Regions from separate parts of the Mus musculus genome. Here all the other regions are linked to region 2. A link is a contact called in public promoter capture Hi-C data. All regions are on one chromosome and are shown on one strand. The core of a region is the stretch at or near the end of the contact, and the rest is flanking DNA. Distances in the headings are between cores, read along the strand shown. Region 1 holds the start of Tob1 (transducer of ErbB-2.1). Region 2 holds the start of Mrpl10 (mitochondrial ribosomal protein L10). Region 3 holds the start of Smarce1 (SWI/SNF related, matrix associated, actin dependent regulator of chromatin, subfamily e, member 1). Region 4 holds the start of Eme1 (essential meiotic structure-specific endonuclease 1). Region 5 holds the start of Ankrd40 (ankyrin repeat domain 40).

The links. Promoter capture Hi-C pulls out the DNA fragments that hold promoters and counts their contacts.
Region 1: a promoter capture Hi-C map of liver shows a contact between it and region 2, with 3 times the contacts expected there. The contact joins the promoter of Tob1 here to the promoter of Mrpl10 in region 2. A contact is called at or near these places in 2 of 39 promoter capture datasets (liver and pre-B cells).
Region 3: a contact with region 2 is called in a promoter capture Hi-C map of pre-B cells, with 3 times the contacts expected there. The contact joins the promoter of Smarce1 here to the promoter of Mrpl10 in region 2. A contact is called at or near these places in 2 of 39 promoter capture datasets (liver and pre-B cells).
Region 4: a contact with region 2 is called in a promoter capture Hi-C map of pre-B cells, with 2.6 times the contacts expected there. The contact joins the promoter of Eme1 here to the promoter of Mrpl10 in region 2. A contact is called at or near these places in 1 of 39 promoter capture datasets (pre-B cells) and 1 of 484 Hi-C or Micro-C datasets (B cells).
Region 5: a promoter capture Hi-C map of liver shows a contact between it and region 2, with 4 times the contacts expected there. The contact joins the promoter of Ankrd40 here to the promoter of Mrpl10 in region 2. A contact is called at or near these places in 2 of 39 promoter capture datasets (liver and pre-B cells).

The regions. Positions count from the first base shown.
Region 1 is chr11:94,210,082-94,212,802 of GRCm38.p6, forward strand. Tob1 (transducer of ErbB-2.1) reads left to right here and starts at 1,373. Exons shown (of 2, transcript NM_009427.2): 1 at 1,373-1,650.
Region 2 is chr11:97,040,251-97,042,950 of GRCm38.p6, forward strand. It overlaps Mrpl10 (mitochondrial ribosomal protein L10), which reads left to right and starts at 1,332. Exons shown (of 5, transcript NM_026154.3): 1 at 1,332-1,402. The coding sequence starts at 1,351. It overlaps Lrrc46 (leucine rich repeat containing 46), which reads right to left and starts at 1,119. Exons shown (of 8, transcript NM_027026.2): 1 at 833-1,119; 2 at 617-722. The coding sequence starts at 854.
Region 3 is chr11:99,229,537-99,232,311 of GRCm38.p6, forward strand. It overlaps Smarce1 (SWI/SNF related, matrix associated, actin dependent regulator of chromatin, subfamily e, member 1), which reads right to left and starts at 1,481. Exons shown (of 11, transcript NM_020618.4): 1 at 866-1,481.
Region 4 is chr11:94,652,411-94,655,110 of GRCm38.p6, forward strand. Eme1 (essential meiotic structure-specific endonuclease 1) reads right to left here and starts at 1,333. Exons shown (of 9, transcript NM_177752.5): 1 at 1,286-1,333. It overlaps Mrpl27 (mitochondrial ribosomal protein L27), which reads left to right and starts at 1,381. Exons shown (of 4, transcript NM_053161.2): 1 at 1,381-1,431. The coding sequence starts at 1,392.
Region 5 is chr11:94,326,749-94,329,448 of GRCm38.p6, forward strand. Ankrd40 (ankyrin repeat domain 40) reads left to right here and starts at 1,253. Exons shown (of 5, transcript NM_027799.2): 1 at 1,253-1,639. The coding sequence starts at 1,506.

The sequences.
Region 1 (2,721 bases), core at 123-2,622, 2.8 Mb before region 2:
TGCCCGCCCTGCAGTGTTTAAGGGCAAGGCAGCACGGGGACCGGTTTTTTTCCAGGAAGCATGGCCCGAATGCCCAGGACAGGGAAGGGGAAGGCAGGGCCCTGGGCGTTTCATTCACTGCTGCGCTTTCTCCCCCCCCCCAACCCCCCCCCCCCTTCTCTCCGAGGCTCCCCCTCGACTTTCTCTCGCCTTTACCCAGTCCGAGTTTGACGTCGGTCTCCTGGAGACCAGACAGCCAATCGTCTGGCCGCTAAGGTCCAGTGCGACCAATCAGGCATCGTTGCTACCTGTGAGTAATTATTTTTAGCCAAGAGGAACGCCCCGTTCCACTCCGGACGATAACTCGGATTTCTGGGCTGCAGGTTGTGGAAACGGCGCCTATCCGCGCCCCTAGAGTCCCTGGCGTCCCTATTCCCTGGACACCTGTGCACAGTTCATAAACTCTCGCAGGTTCCTCAGCGAGGCCTCGTGTTTATTTTGTGGGCCTGGGTGAAAGTTCTCAAAATGCACGCGTGGGCACGCACACAGAGTCACACAGGCAGTTTGGCAGCGTGTCGCTCTCTGCGACGTTTGATATAAGACAATTTTTTTTTCTTACGGTCTCAAGCAACCCTCATGTCCGAGCTGCTGCCAGGTGACCCGGGGAGATTTGGCCAGGGGGAGCTGCAGAGGCAGTTAAACTGTCACCTGTGCGGGAGGTGCAGCGACGTGGCCTCCCTTCCCCACCCCCAGGTTCTGCAGTTGTCACTCTCGGGGTGGCAGTTGGCCTAGGCCCTGCGGGGATTAATACTCAATGAATCGGGAGCACGAGTCCCGGTTACCCCGGGATGGGCTGAGACCCACAGGCTAGCTCGCCCAGGAGTGGGGTTTTCCTCGGCCACAGTCGCACTCGCTCGGAAGCAGCCTTTTCCGTGTACTCTGCCCTCCCTCCCCCAGCCTCGGCTGCCCCTCCCGGCCGGTCCCCGCCGCGTCGCCACCTGCTCCCCCTCCTCCCCCCCCACCCCCCACCCCCCACCCCCAGGCCCCCGGGCCCTGCCACCCCATCCCTACCATCCCATCCCTACCCTTGTCCAATCCCCTTCCAAGGCCTCCCTTAACCCCTCCCCCAACCTCTCGGGACTCTCAGCTCATTGGTCACAGCGGCGTTCAGGAGGCGTGACCATCTATCAGCGGCCGTCTGGACGTGGGCAGGCGGGACTTGGCCAATGGCGTCGGGGGGCAGGGCAGGGGCGGAGTCGGCGCGGCCGGGGGGTGCCGGGTGGGGAGGGCGGGACTGTGACGCGAGCGGCGCGCACCCCCGCGGAGGCTGGGGGCGGGGAGGAGGCTATAAAACGAGAGGCGGGGCGCGCGCCGCGGCAGAAGGAGCGAAGCTCTGGCCCGGCGCGCAGAGGGCGCTGTACGGGGACGCAGGGCCGGGCCGCCGGGCTGTGTAGAGAAGCGAGCGCGCTCGTGTAAGCTTGCCGTCCCCGCCACCCCTGAGCCAGAGCAGCGAGCTCCCGGACCCGCCCGAGGCGTCCGTCGCGTGTCCGGCGGTGGCGACGTCTTGCACCCCGTCGCCTCGCCGCTCCCGACCCACCCGCGCCCCCGCCCGCTGCCCCTTCTCCCCCGCCCAGCCGCGGCTCGGCGGCGGCCGCAGCTCCGGAGCAGCTTGTAAGTACGGCGGGGCGGCGGCTAGGGGCCGAGGGAGTGGCTGCAGCGTCCTGCGAGCCCGGGTGTGGAGGGGCGGCCTCGGGGACCCAAGGGAATGGAGTGGCTCCGGGGACCTGGTCCGGAGGCTTGACGGCCGACGGGCAACCGGGAGGAGGGAGCACCCGGGGTGGGGGCAGCGGCGCCCAGGCAGGGGGAGGGGGCGCCGGGATACAGGGATCGGGCCCGGACCGGTGCTCCGGGATGCTGGCTAGGTCCCAGGAGCCTCGAGCGGGGAGCAGAGTGGGGGACGGCAGGGTCAGGTTACGGCGGGGGAGGGGAAGACTGGGCGGCCCGCGCCGCGACCTGCCGGTGCCCGGGCCGCGTCCCTGAGGCAGCTAAAGAGCCTGCTCTCCTTTTCCCCGGGCCGAGCTCCTCCTCCCGGAGCAAGTCTAGTAGTCTTCCTCCTCTTCCTCCTCCTCCTCCTCCTCCTCCTCCTCCTCCTCCTCCTCCTCCTCCTCCTCCACCTCCACCTCCTCTGGCTGTTGCTGCTGCTGTAGCGCTCGGGCTCCCAGCGCTGTGAGCAGAAATCTAATGAGACCCAACTGGCTGTTTATGTAATTCTTCACAGTCCTGTGTTAAGGCGTTGCTTTAAAAACCACCTTCCACCCAGCCTGTCTGGGCTCGGCTGCACCTTCAAGCAGTCCAGCTGAATCTGCTTTCTCTGCCTGCTCTTGGGTTTCGGCTTGGAAAGTGTAGTTTGGGGGCTACACGAGAGATTCTTTGCCCTTTGTCACCAAGAATATGGAAAATGGAACAGACGGATCCACACCAGTTTGATTATTTTAAATGCCCTTTTTGATCAACCTCGTTGTACAAATAGCTCTCCCTTGGAAATACCTCTCTTTGCCCTTGATCTTTTCTTATCCCCACCCAGTGCTGATCCAGCAAACGTTTAAAGGTCGACCTTTTCGCTCCAGCCTCTCCAGGGACTGCCCGTTTATCCGAAGAGGGAAGGAGATGGCTTTTAAAAATAAGAATAAAACTGAGAAACTCTGCCCTTTAAGCAGAGTAATCAATAGGAGTTTTAAGCTG
Region 2 (2,700 bases), core at 82-2,581:
AAAAGAAAGAAAAGAAAGAAAAGAAAAAAAGAACATGGTATGAGGAATTGCACACTTGCAGAATGTAGCTGTAAATAAGGTTGGTTAATGCTATTTGGATTTTACTCTGGCTGTAGTAGGTTGTTGAGGAAGTTTCTACCAGGGAGTAATTAGATTTATCATTTATAACAATCAATGGTGTAACAGCAGTATGGGAAGGCCAGACTGGGAACTGGGCGGAGAATTTTGAAGTTTGCTAAGAGGTGAGGTAGTGACCTCCAAGGCAGCTGAGGATGTATGAAAAAAATCGTCTTCAAGAAGTAAAAACCGCTGGGTGGTGGTGGCGCACGCCTTTAATCCCAGCACTTGTGAGGCATTGGCAGGTGGATTACTGATTTCCAGGACAGCCTGGTCTACAGAGTGAGTTCCAGGACAGCCAGGGCTACACAGAGAAACCCTGTCCCGAAAAAAACAAAACAAAACAAAACAAAAAAAAAAGTAAAAAAACCAACCGGAAAGTAATACTGATTAGTAAGTGGAGTAAGTAAGGAGAGAAAGTTTCAAAGTCAGTACAGCTCAGCAACCTGGACGTCACTGTTCCCGCCTTCTATCACCCCTTTCTCTCCTGTCCACTCACATCTTTTCTGACAGGTCTTCATCTCCAGGGAAGGTCAGGTTCCGCTTGGTGATAAGGGCTTCAGTAATGTGGACACCTTCCTCGGTTCTCTGGGCAGCTTTCTTAGCTGGGGAAAGATGAGCCTTTTGTCGCCTTGGGTTCATTTTTTTTTTTTTTTTTTTTTTTTTTTGGAAACCCGACCGACCTCACTGTTGCCCAACTGTTCTGTCAACTCACCTTCCTGCTCGTCTCCTGGCATGATCTAAAATAAACAGCGGCTGCTTGAGGCAGGTAGATGGACGAAGGCGAGCAGAGAAGCTTAGACGGTTGGGCTGGTTGAACCCAGGTTGGAGGGAAGACTGAGGAGACAAGGGCAGGGGGTTCTGAGAATTATTGGGGGTGCGGTGGAAAATAGGAGTAAATGGGAACGAAGGATCTGGAGTTAGAGGTGTGTAGCGTGGCTTTACTGGCCTTAAACTGAAAGGACCAGAAGGAATAGAAAGAACCGTTCCTTGAGGTCTCGCGTCGTTGCTAGGAGACTGGACGCCAGGTCTGACGGAACGGGGGGAGGGGGGGAAGAGGAGAAAGAGGCCCAGCTCCACGCATGCGCATAGCGGCCCTATCAGGCGCCACGCCCACTATTTCCGGGCCCGGGTTTTTGTTTTTTTTTTTTTTTTTTTTTTTTTTTTACTGCTGCCCCACAATCCTTAGCTACTTCCGTCTCCGCGCAGCGCGCATGGGAACTTCCTGTAGCGATGGCTGCGGCGGTGGCCGGGATCCTCCGTGGAGGTCTCCCGCCCCGGGCGGGTAAGGAGTGGCCCAGGGCCTCCCTGCACGCAGGATGGCGCTCTCTAGCCCTCGCCACCCTCCTTTCCTTCTGACCTTTCCCGTAATCTCTGACCGTCGACAGCTCTAGGAGACCCTGCCACTAGCCGGATCTCTGATTTGACTGGGTCATTACCTGCCGGTGACATCCCTTCCACAGCCCCTCCCCCCAAGCCGGGAATCACAGGACCTCGCTTTGGATTTTTCTAACCCTTCGCTCAGTTCTTACTCCTGGTCCCGGAGAGTCCTTTCCAGAAAATTTATGTATTCCTTCTTAAGGTCTTAGCCCAAACACAGATTCAAGTCTTCTCTCAACTACCCTCTCTCCATAAAGAGCAGGTTCTTTGGTGAAATTTACTTTTATCAATTCAGTCTAGTTTTGTTTATGCACGTGTCTCGTCTGATCTGTTAAACTTCACTGTGTCCATCTCAGCTGTGGTGTCTGCTGTTAATAGGCATCAGGCATTTAATGGGTAAATTTGACACCATACTGTAGGATTGTACTCATTGCTTCAAAGCAAAGGCACCTTGGGAGGAAGGCATTATTTTTATTTTTTAAAGAAGTATTTACTTTCTGTAAGTGAGTACACTGTTGCTGTCTTCAGACACATCAGAAGAGGGCATCAAATCTCATTACAGATGGTTGTGAGCCACCATGCGGTTGCTGGGAATTGAACTCGGGACCTCTGGAAGAGCAGTCAGTGCTCTTAACCGCTGAGCCATCTCTCCAGCCCCATCTCATCCCAAAGGCACTCGTAACAGCTCTTGTGGCCCTTAACCATAAAACCTCTCACCCTGGCAATCCTCTATATTACCTGGAGTCTTCTAGCTGATCTTTTCCCTACAAAACGACGCTATTGGTCTTTATGTTAGGGTTGAAAGAGTCACGTTGGCTCAGAGCTTTGAAGAATGTCCTTGGGTGCAGAGGGGACCTTCCAAGCTTTTCCTATTATCATCATTTTGTGCTATTGGGCACAAAAAGGTCAGAAGGCAGCTTGCGTGCCTCTTTTTCTTTTCTCCATCATAGGGGGATTCCAAGGGTTGTGTTTAGGTTGTCAGAGTTGGTGGGAAGTGCATTTATTGCACTGGATTAGTCGTCTCGCAGGCCTTAGTTTTGCAGTTTGAGTCAGGGTCTCATTAGTGAGGCTGATCTTGAACTCGGATTTCAGGTATTCACCATCTGACCTGAAGAAAGACTCCTTTGGGCGAATTGTGAGGTTGTTGTGTTTTTACCCCCTACTTGCTTCAAGTCATAGGAGCCTCAGAGCCGTGGGATGAAG
Region 3 (2,775 bases), core at 231-2,730, 2.2 Mb after region 2:
CTGATGTGGAAATAGCTAAGTTTTTTCAATTCATCTCTTTTTTTCCTTCCATCAACACCCAGTAGGCCTTGCTGTGGGGAGCCCCGACAGAAACTGTGACAGGGTCCCTGGTACCTTACACTTCACTGCTAATACTTACAAATGATTGCTCTCCCGGGCTAAGCATATAAACTCTAGTAGTGAGTGGATCTAACCATTGTGCCTGGGACGCAACTCTGTATTTATTGAATTAATTACCTTACTGGTCAGGCTTATAACACAGTCTTACTCACTAGTCACAACGACCCTACCCGATGCGTATGACTGTCCCCATTTTACAAAGGAAGAAAACAGTCTCGGGGCGATTAAGTGTCTAAGGCCAGAGACCCGGAATTGTCAGAGATGGGTTTAAACCCAACCCACACCGTCTCAGACTTCACTCCAGGCCACCCCGGGAATCCTTAAGTCGCTGCCTGAACCAAATAAAAAATAAAAATAAACAAAGGGGGGGGGGGACGACCACCTTCGTGGTGGGTGAGGATCCCCGCTGGCCTTGCCCAGAGGGTTTCCGGAGATCCTTTCCCTGGAGTTTTGTGGCGGGCGGAGGGCGAGCTTTTCTGGAAACTCCCCTGCAGGGGGTTGTGCATTGGTGCTCACCGGCGTCGGGAGTCCCGCGGAAAGGGACTACCGGCGCCTCCGAGGAGCTGTTCCGGACGGGGTTGCCCCGCCGCCGCTAGGCCTCACCGAGGCCGCACCGGCTCTAGCTCCCGCCTCGCAGCCGAGGCCGAACCCCAGCACCCCGCGGGAGCTCGGGGTCCCGCCAAGCAGAAACACCACCGCTCGCCACCCTTCCCCGACCGGGTTGGGCCCACTGGGAAACACTCACCCGCGGGCCGAGCAGGCGCCCGCAGCTCCGGCTTCGCTTCCCTTTGTCCCGCGCTCGCCCCGCCCCTCGCGCCGGAGCTTCCGCGCTCGCACTTTCCACACGCTCCCGGGAATTGTCTGCCGGCCGCGGCCGGCTCCCGGCAGACGAACAGCCCTTCCAGTGAGCACGCGGCGAGGCTTAGGGCGCCAAGGATTTTTAAAAAAAATTTCGTCAGGCTCCTGGGTTTCCTCAGAAGTCTTCCAATTTGGATCCCGTCCCAGTCGGGCGCCGATTCGTCACGGCGAGGAGGGCGGAGAAGGCTGGGCCGCGTTGCGGGCCCTGGTTCGCGGCCCGGCGGCAGGAACTGCGCAGACTGCGCGCCCGGGGCTTCACTGAGGCGGTGGGCGCCGCCGCGTGAGGCGGGCGCCGGAGGGGAAAGGCTCGCCGGAGCCTCTCCCGGGAGAGGGTGGGACGCAGTTCCCACACACCATGCACTCTGGCTTTTCCCTTCGCTCTGGTCTTCAGTCCTCCGCTGATGGACGTATGAATGGAGAAGATGGAGAATGTAGGCGGGGAGGACCCGGGTCGCTGCGTTTAGGTCCTTGCTGGCGCCCAGCGGGGCTCCCCTGCCTCCGCCTAAGCGAAAAGCAACACGGGAGTTTTGTAGTTTTCCCAGATGTTTCTAGAGGTCGAGTGATGGCGGCGGGTTTCTGCGCCTAGGGTCCTCAGATGTCAGCTCACTCCTTCCAGCTGGCATACCTGTGACAATTCACATCCCTTCCCAGGAGGGCCAGTTCAGCTCAGCCTCGCTTGTCTTTAAACAGTTCAGTGTTTCTTTGTGATGCCCTCCTGGAACTTTCCCAAGCCGGTCCTGTATCTGATACCCTCTATATGGGATTGGGCCATCTGCTATCTTGGAAAGTCTTGAAAACAAAGTTTTAGGCATCTGGACCGGACAATTTCATAATTACCAATGATTTCTAAGGGCTAGACATGTAATTGTTCAGTGAGTGTGCGTGGAGCCACCTTTCTGGACCATTCCAGGGCTATTTTTTTTTTAAACTAATTAACGAATACTTTGGCGGATTATACAAAGTAGAGAACACTTGGCTAGTGTGGGTCACGTCACGGTGGAGGAAAAATGAACAGAGCATCTGTGGTTATCTAAGGTCAATGTTAGCATCTAGAGAAACTGGCTGAATGCTGGGACTACCTGTTGGCCCTTATCCTGGTTGTGACAACAGGAAGTGAGGTATCTTTAGAAGTGATAAGTGATAATACTGTCCAGTTCTTCCATCGCCCAATATTTTCATACTCTGGTGAAATTATCGAAATGAACCGGTATTGTAAGGAAAGACTAAAGGAGAGGTTTGTTTTGTTTTGTTTTCAGATGAATGCATAGCATAAGGGAATGATCTGAAAATGTTTTTTTTTTAACACAAAGAGCATAGAGAAGGTGAATGTAGGATCCACACAATTACAGCAGGGATCCAGTGGCTTCTTCCTCTGCCCAGTAATTCCAGCCTTGTTACTTCCCGGTCTTAGCAAGGACTATGGAATGGTGGAAAAGGGGGTACAGGCACAGTGCTCCGGAGCATGTGTGCACGCGCATGCATGCTGCAAGGTGCCATTCCCAGCTGGGCAGTTAGTTCTCTGAAACTCAGCGGTGTCTGCATGCTGTGGTGGGAAAGGGCTGGCACAAAATTGGCTTAAAAAAGGGGAATTGATTGAGTTCTAAGTGGACAGCGGCATGGCATTCTTTCTTGTTCTTTTTACTTCTGTGAGGCGCTAGGGATTGAATCCAGGGTCCCGAACAGGTCCTGCAGCACTTTTCTTTCCTTTCCTTTTTTCTTTTTTTTTTGGTTTTCCGAGACAGGGTTTCTTTGTGTAGCCCTGGCTGTCCTGGAACTCATTCTGTAGACCAGGCTGTC
Region 4 (2,700 bases), core at 83-2,582, 2.4 Mb before region 2:
GAAAAAACTCCCCTTACAATTCACATAGTGTATAGTACTCAAAACTATCCTTTAGGTGTTGGAGTAGCAGCGGTAGAGTGCTTGCTTAGCACATAGAGAGCCCTACATGAACGTTAGGCCCCAGCCTTAGTACAGTTAACAGATAAAGAAATCATTCACTCAGACTGATGGGGCTCCGTATGTCTGTGCTGTGTCAGCATTACCCTCCTCTTACTCCCGAATGTCTCCATCATCACAAAGAGAAATCCTACAAACTGGGCATGCTGGCACACAACTGCAATCCCACCTATTGGGAGGCTACAGAGGGGGATATTTTGAGTTCAAGGCCAGCCTACTTGATACAGTGAGACTTCTCAAAAGCAAGGGTATTTCTATAACCATTTTTTTTTTTTTTTTTTTTCTGAGACAGGGTTTCTCTGTATAGATAGCCCTGGCTGTCCTGGAACTCACTTTGTAGACCAGACTGGCTGAGAACTCAGAAATCCGCCTGCCTCTGCCTCCCAAGTGCTGGGATTAAAGGCATGCGCCACCACCACCTGGCATTTATTTATTTATTTAAAAATTAAGAAAAAAAAAAAAAGCCCCCACACACAAAAAAACAAGTTCTTTCTCTCTCCCAGCATCTAAAAATAAAATAAGATCCATTGTCTCTATGGATTTACAGGTTCTGTATATTTCATAAAAGCACACCGTATGTGCCTTTGGTGACTGGTGTCTTTCGCAGTCATGCTTTCAGGGTCCTTCTGTGGCCATACTATGCACCAGTACTGCCTCATTTTTTATAGCTGAATAATATTCCACTGTGTGGCTATGTCACATTTTGTTTACGCATTTATTGCTTGATGGACGGTTAGCCTGCTCCCCTTTCTTGGCTGTTACGGATAATGTTGCTACAGACATTCACGTACAAATATTTTGAACGAGTATGTTTTCACAGTTCTCTTGTGCGTACACTTAAGTCTGCCTGGAACTGCTGGGTTACACGCAAGAATCATTCTTTCAACAATAATTAGTGACTGATAATCTTTGCAGTCTTCCTGGATCTCAATTTAACATAATACCAGTAACTTAGGTTTGTAAGGAATTAAATGAAATTGTGCATCTACAACCAGTCTAGCACAGAATCTAGCTGAGCCTCACCCTGGTCCCTCCCTAGGGACCTTCGTGTGGTTCCTGGAGTGGGACAAACGTCCGTGCTGGCCACACTCCTTGTCTCTGGGGCCCACGGTCCACTGCAGAAGTCGCCGGAGGTCCCGGCCATAAACCCCAAGAGATCTGGGCTCACCTGCTACTGCTCCCGCCACTCTTTGAATTGTCCGCAAGACCCGGAAGTAGATCTATCCCGGTAGCGGAAGCAGACTTCCCAGCCTGGAAGTGAACGTGAAGCAAATATGGCGGCGGCGGCGCTTACGCTGAGGACGCGGGCAGCAGGTAGCTCAGCACTGTGGCTATTGCGAGGCGAGACAGCAGGGAGGCTGGGAGATGGAAACTGGAGCCCATGGTGAACCTAGATACGGGGAAGAAGTGAGGGGCTCCGGACCTTTGGAGGGCGACTGTCTCCGGTCACGTGACACGTTGTGGGCGGTGCTTGCGGAGGGTGGGAGTGCAGAATGAAAGCCCGTTGGATAGTTACTCCAGAAGCTCTGTCCCCTCTGGGTTTATGTGGATCCCTCCGGATTTGAAGAAGACTAAGTTCAAAACATTTAATTGATATTCAAGACTTAGCTTTTTTCCTTTCCTCGCTTTTGAGGTAGGTTCCCACTGTGTAGTTTGCCGTCTTAGAGCTGGTATTTCAGATGTCTATGACCATGACCAACGCTTAGGTCTGGTGAGACACTGCTCAGAGTACCAGCATAAACATGGTTTCTAACGCCTTGTGAGTTCAGCCAGTAAACACGTGAGTAACTTAGTTGTAATCTCGAATAGTATTGTGAAGAGTCTTAGATTAGGGGACCAAGGAAGTCTCTTGAAGGGATAGCAATTTAGACCTAAAAGAGACAGACCCAACCAAACCTGTGTAGACAGAAGGCAAGAAAATGACTTGACTCGGTTTTACAGTTTTGAGGAGCCAATTAAGAGGAGGCAGACTGGGTGCAAATAAATAAATGAAAATGAAACCAAGTGGGACCAGGAATAGTAGTGCCTATAATCCCTGCACTTAGGAGCCTGGGGCAGGAAGATTTCATCAGATCCAAGGCCAGCCTGGGTCACAGACTCAAAAGCTATAAATAAATAAAATAACATAAAATAAAATAAAATAAAATAACCTACACAGAAAACCATCTGCAAGACTTGCTATAGGATAGATCATTTGGCCCAGATATTAGTGGTGTTGGTAGAGAAGCTGGAGGGTAGTGGGTGAATATGACATCTGTCTGTTCTGAAGATATAGATTCCACAAGTCTTACTGCTCTGTAAAATGAGGGAAGAGAGTCATCTGTAAAGTCTTGTTTTTCACAAGAGCAGAGACATATGAGTGAAACAATGTAGGCAAAAGCAAAACACCAATCACCAGTAAGTGAGTGGGTGAAGCCAGGAAGTGCATGCCTGTAACCTCGGTTATATGTGAAGTAAAGGCCTGAGGATTGCAAGTTCAAGGTCTTCATGGGCTACAGGAGAGGGGGGAGGGGATTCCATTCCATTGCTGGACATTGAAGATGTCTCCTAAGTTCTTTTTTTGTGATGTTTGTTTGTTTGGAG
Region 5 (2,700 bases), core at 3-2,502, 2.7 Mb before region 2:
GCCATTCCCATCAGCCTCAGATGGAGCACTATGTTGGATCCGAGAATTAAATTTTAAACTGTGGAAACAAATCCAAGTGTAGGCTCAAGCCGCGTTCCAATTTGCCACCGGGGTCAATTTAAGTGTTTAGTCAGTTGATATTCATCACTCCTGGTGTGCAGTGTGTACTGTGTGAATTACTGTATCATAATAAACAGACGTTGCTTTTTCTTAAGCAGTAACAAGACAAATGCATGCTGTGTGCCCTGGGCAACCCCGAAGAATGGAAATAAAGACGCTATACCTAAAAGTACCCCTTCCTGTTTCATCTTGGCTTTGTTCAGGCCCTCCTCTCTGCCTCCCCAGGGTGTTTTCCTTAATCTTTTCACCCCATCTGCAAAGTTCTCACCAGTGCCACATCAGGGATCTCTCCAAGGCACCTGAGCTCAGCAAAACAATATTTTCTGCTTGTCCCATTGGGTAGTAGAACAGTGCCAACCAAGGCTCTGAGCCTCATTAACTAGATTAGGCATGGAGTACTGCACACGGCTGTTTATGAACACACCATAGCTCTACCCTCAGTGCCTGGAATCAGGACTAGGATGACAAAGAGCTCCCCCCGCCCGCCCGCCCCCGCCCCGCCCCGCCCTCCGTCTTTCCTTAGATGACTTTCAGAATAATTAATTATAATTTATAAGCTATAACGAGTTGCATTTTATAAACTAGAATCAATGTTAATCTTCATGAAAGCCAAGTTGGAAGAATTTCTGTCTAAAACCGATAAAGGGTAAAATAAAAACAGTAACAGCTGAAATAAATATTCTAGCTGAATGGTCCCAAGCACTGACAAAAATAAGAAAGAACAGTGTCATCTATCTCTGCAAATAATGGGCATATTATAGTAGGATCCTTTTCAGCCCATTTCCCGTCCTGCTGGGTAAAAATTGGCTCAGATGGAAAAAAAAAAAAAAAAAAAAGAGCTAACTAATCTTGGGGGAGTGGGGGTGGAAACCCACCAATTATTTTTAATGCCTGCTAAACAGCCTGCTCCTGAGGATAAGGCTTTTCTGGCTCTCAAACGACAATGTCGGATCCCTCCGCCTCGCAACTATTCCTGTGTCTGTCCTCCTCGCTGGAAGCTGCCGGGTGGGAGCTCTAAAAATAGCCCATGAATCACAGCAGATAATCCAGTGCGGTGGTTACATAAACAGCCGGCCGGGGCGGCGGGGCCGCGGGTGGGAACGAAAAGTATCTAGGTCAATGTTGTCACACCGAATAGGGTCCCCCGGAGCCGGCCTTCGGAGGCGCGGTGGGGGAGGAGGCCTGGGCCTGCGGGGCCGCGAGCAGCCAGGGAGCTGTCGGTGGGCGGGCGGGCGCACGAGGCCCTGGGCCGGGCGCGGGCGGAGGCGCGAGCGGGGCGGGCGAGCCCGGCGCTCCCTCCCCATGGCCGGGAGCCGGCCGCGGAGGCGGCGGCGGCGCTGACAGGCTCGGGGCGGGGCGGCCCGGGGCCCGGGGCCCTGGGGAAGATGAGCGCCCTCCTAGAGCAGAAGGAGCAGCAGGAGAGGCTGCGGGAGGCGGCGGCCTTGGGGGACATTCGGGAGGTGCAGAAACTGGTGGAGAGCGGGGTGGATGTGAACTCGCAAAATGAGGTCAACGGCTGGTAAGTGGCGAGCGGGGGAGGCCCAGGGTTCAGGGCTGCGAGCTCGGGGCGTGGAGCAGTCAGCCGTGACCCAGGACGCAGGCGAAGGTGACGCCTGGTGCCCCAGGCCTCTCAGGTCGTGGCCCTTTCGAGACTGGCCCCGATCTCCCATTGCCTGGTGCAGTCAGGAGCGCATCCTCCCCAAACCATACCTTCTTCTGTGGTTGACCGCGGCCAGCGCCCTCCGGGACACTGGAGCCCACCCACGCCACCCCCCCCCCGCGCGCCCCCTGGCTCTAACTTGGCCCAAATGGTGATGCATAGAGGCTTTGATTCTCGGCGACTCTGCTCTGGATTTCATCAAGCTTGAATTAGTTTGCCATGGGCGCTTCTGAAGAACACTTCGTGCAGAGATGAAAGCATAAGCAACGAAGCAAATGCCAATCTTAAAAAACCAGCACGGTTTCTTTAGCCAAGACCAGGAGAAAAGGAACAACTACAAAACCCTCGCCACTTGCATAATAATTCTGCCTCAGTTGTTTTAATGCCACAGTGATTGGCTGTTGCCTACAGCTGCCTGTTGAGGGGAGACTCATTTGTCTGCCCTGTAGAGTGTTTTGTTTGCTTAGTACAATTTCCAATTAGAGAAATTTACCCAAGGCTTTACAAGTCGGCTAGCAGATCTGCCTCCTTCCCAATACAGAGTCTGTCTCATTTTAAGATATGAACAAATCTTTAGTTTCTTTCTTTTTTTTTTTTTTTTGGTTTTCGAGACAGGGTTTCTCTGTATAGCCCTGGCTGTCCTGGAACTCACTTTGTAGACCAGGCTGGCCTCGAACTTAGAAATTCGCCTGCCTCTGCCTCCCAAGTGCTGGGATTAAAGGCGTGAGCCACCACGCCCGGCTAAATCTTTAGTTTCGAGTTACTGAATGTGGTATTTCTTTCTACCCTTTTTTGACATTTTACAATTAATTTTTTTTAATTCAGGTAATGCTTATCTAGCCTCTTTTGCCAGTTTAAAGTTAAATTTGAATTTTAAACCCCCCAGTAAATCGAGCCATACATTTTGGAATGGAAAGGGC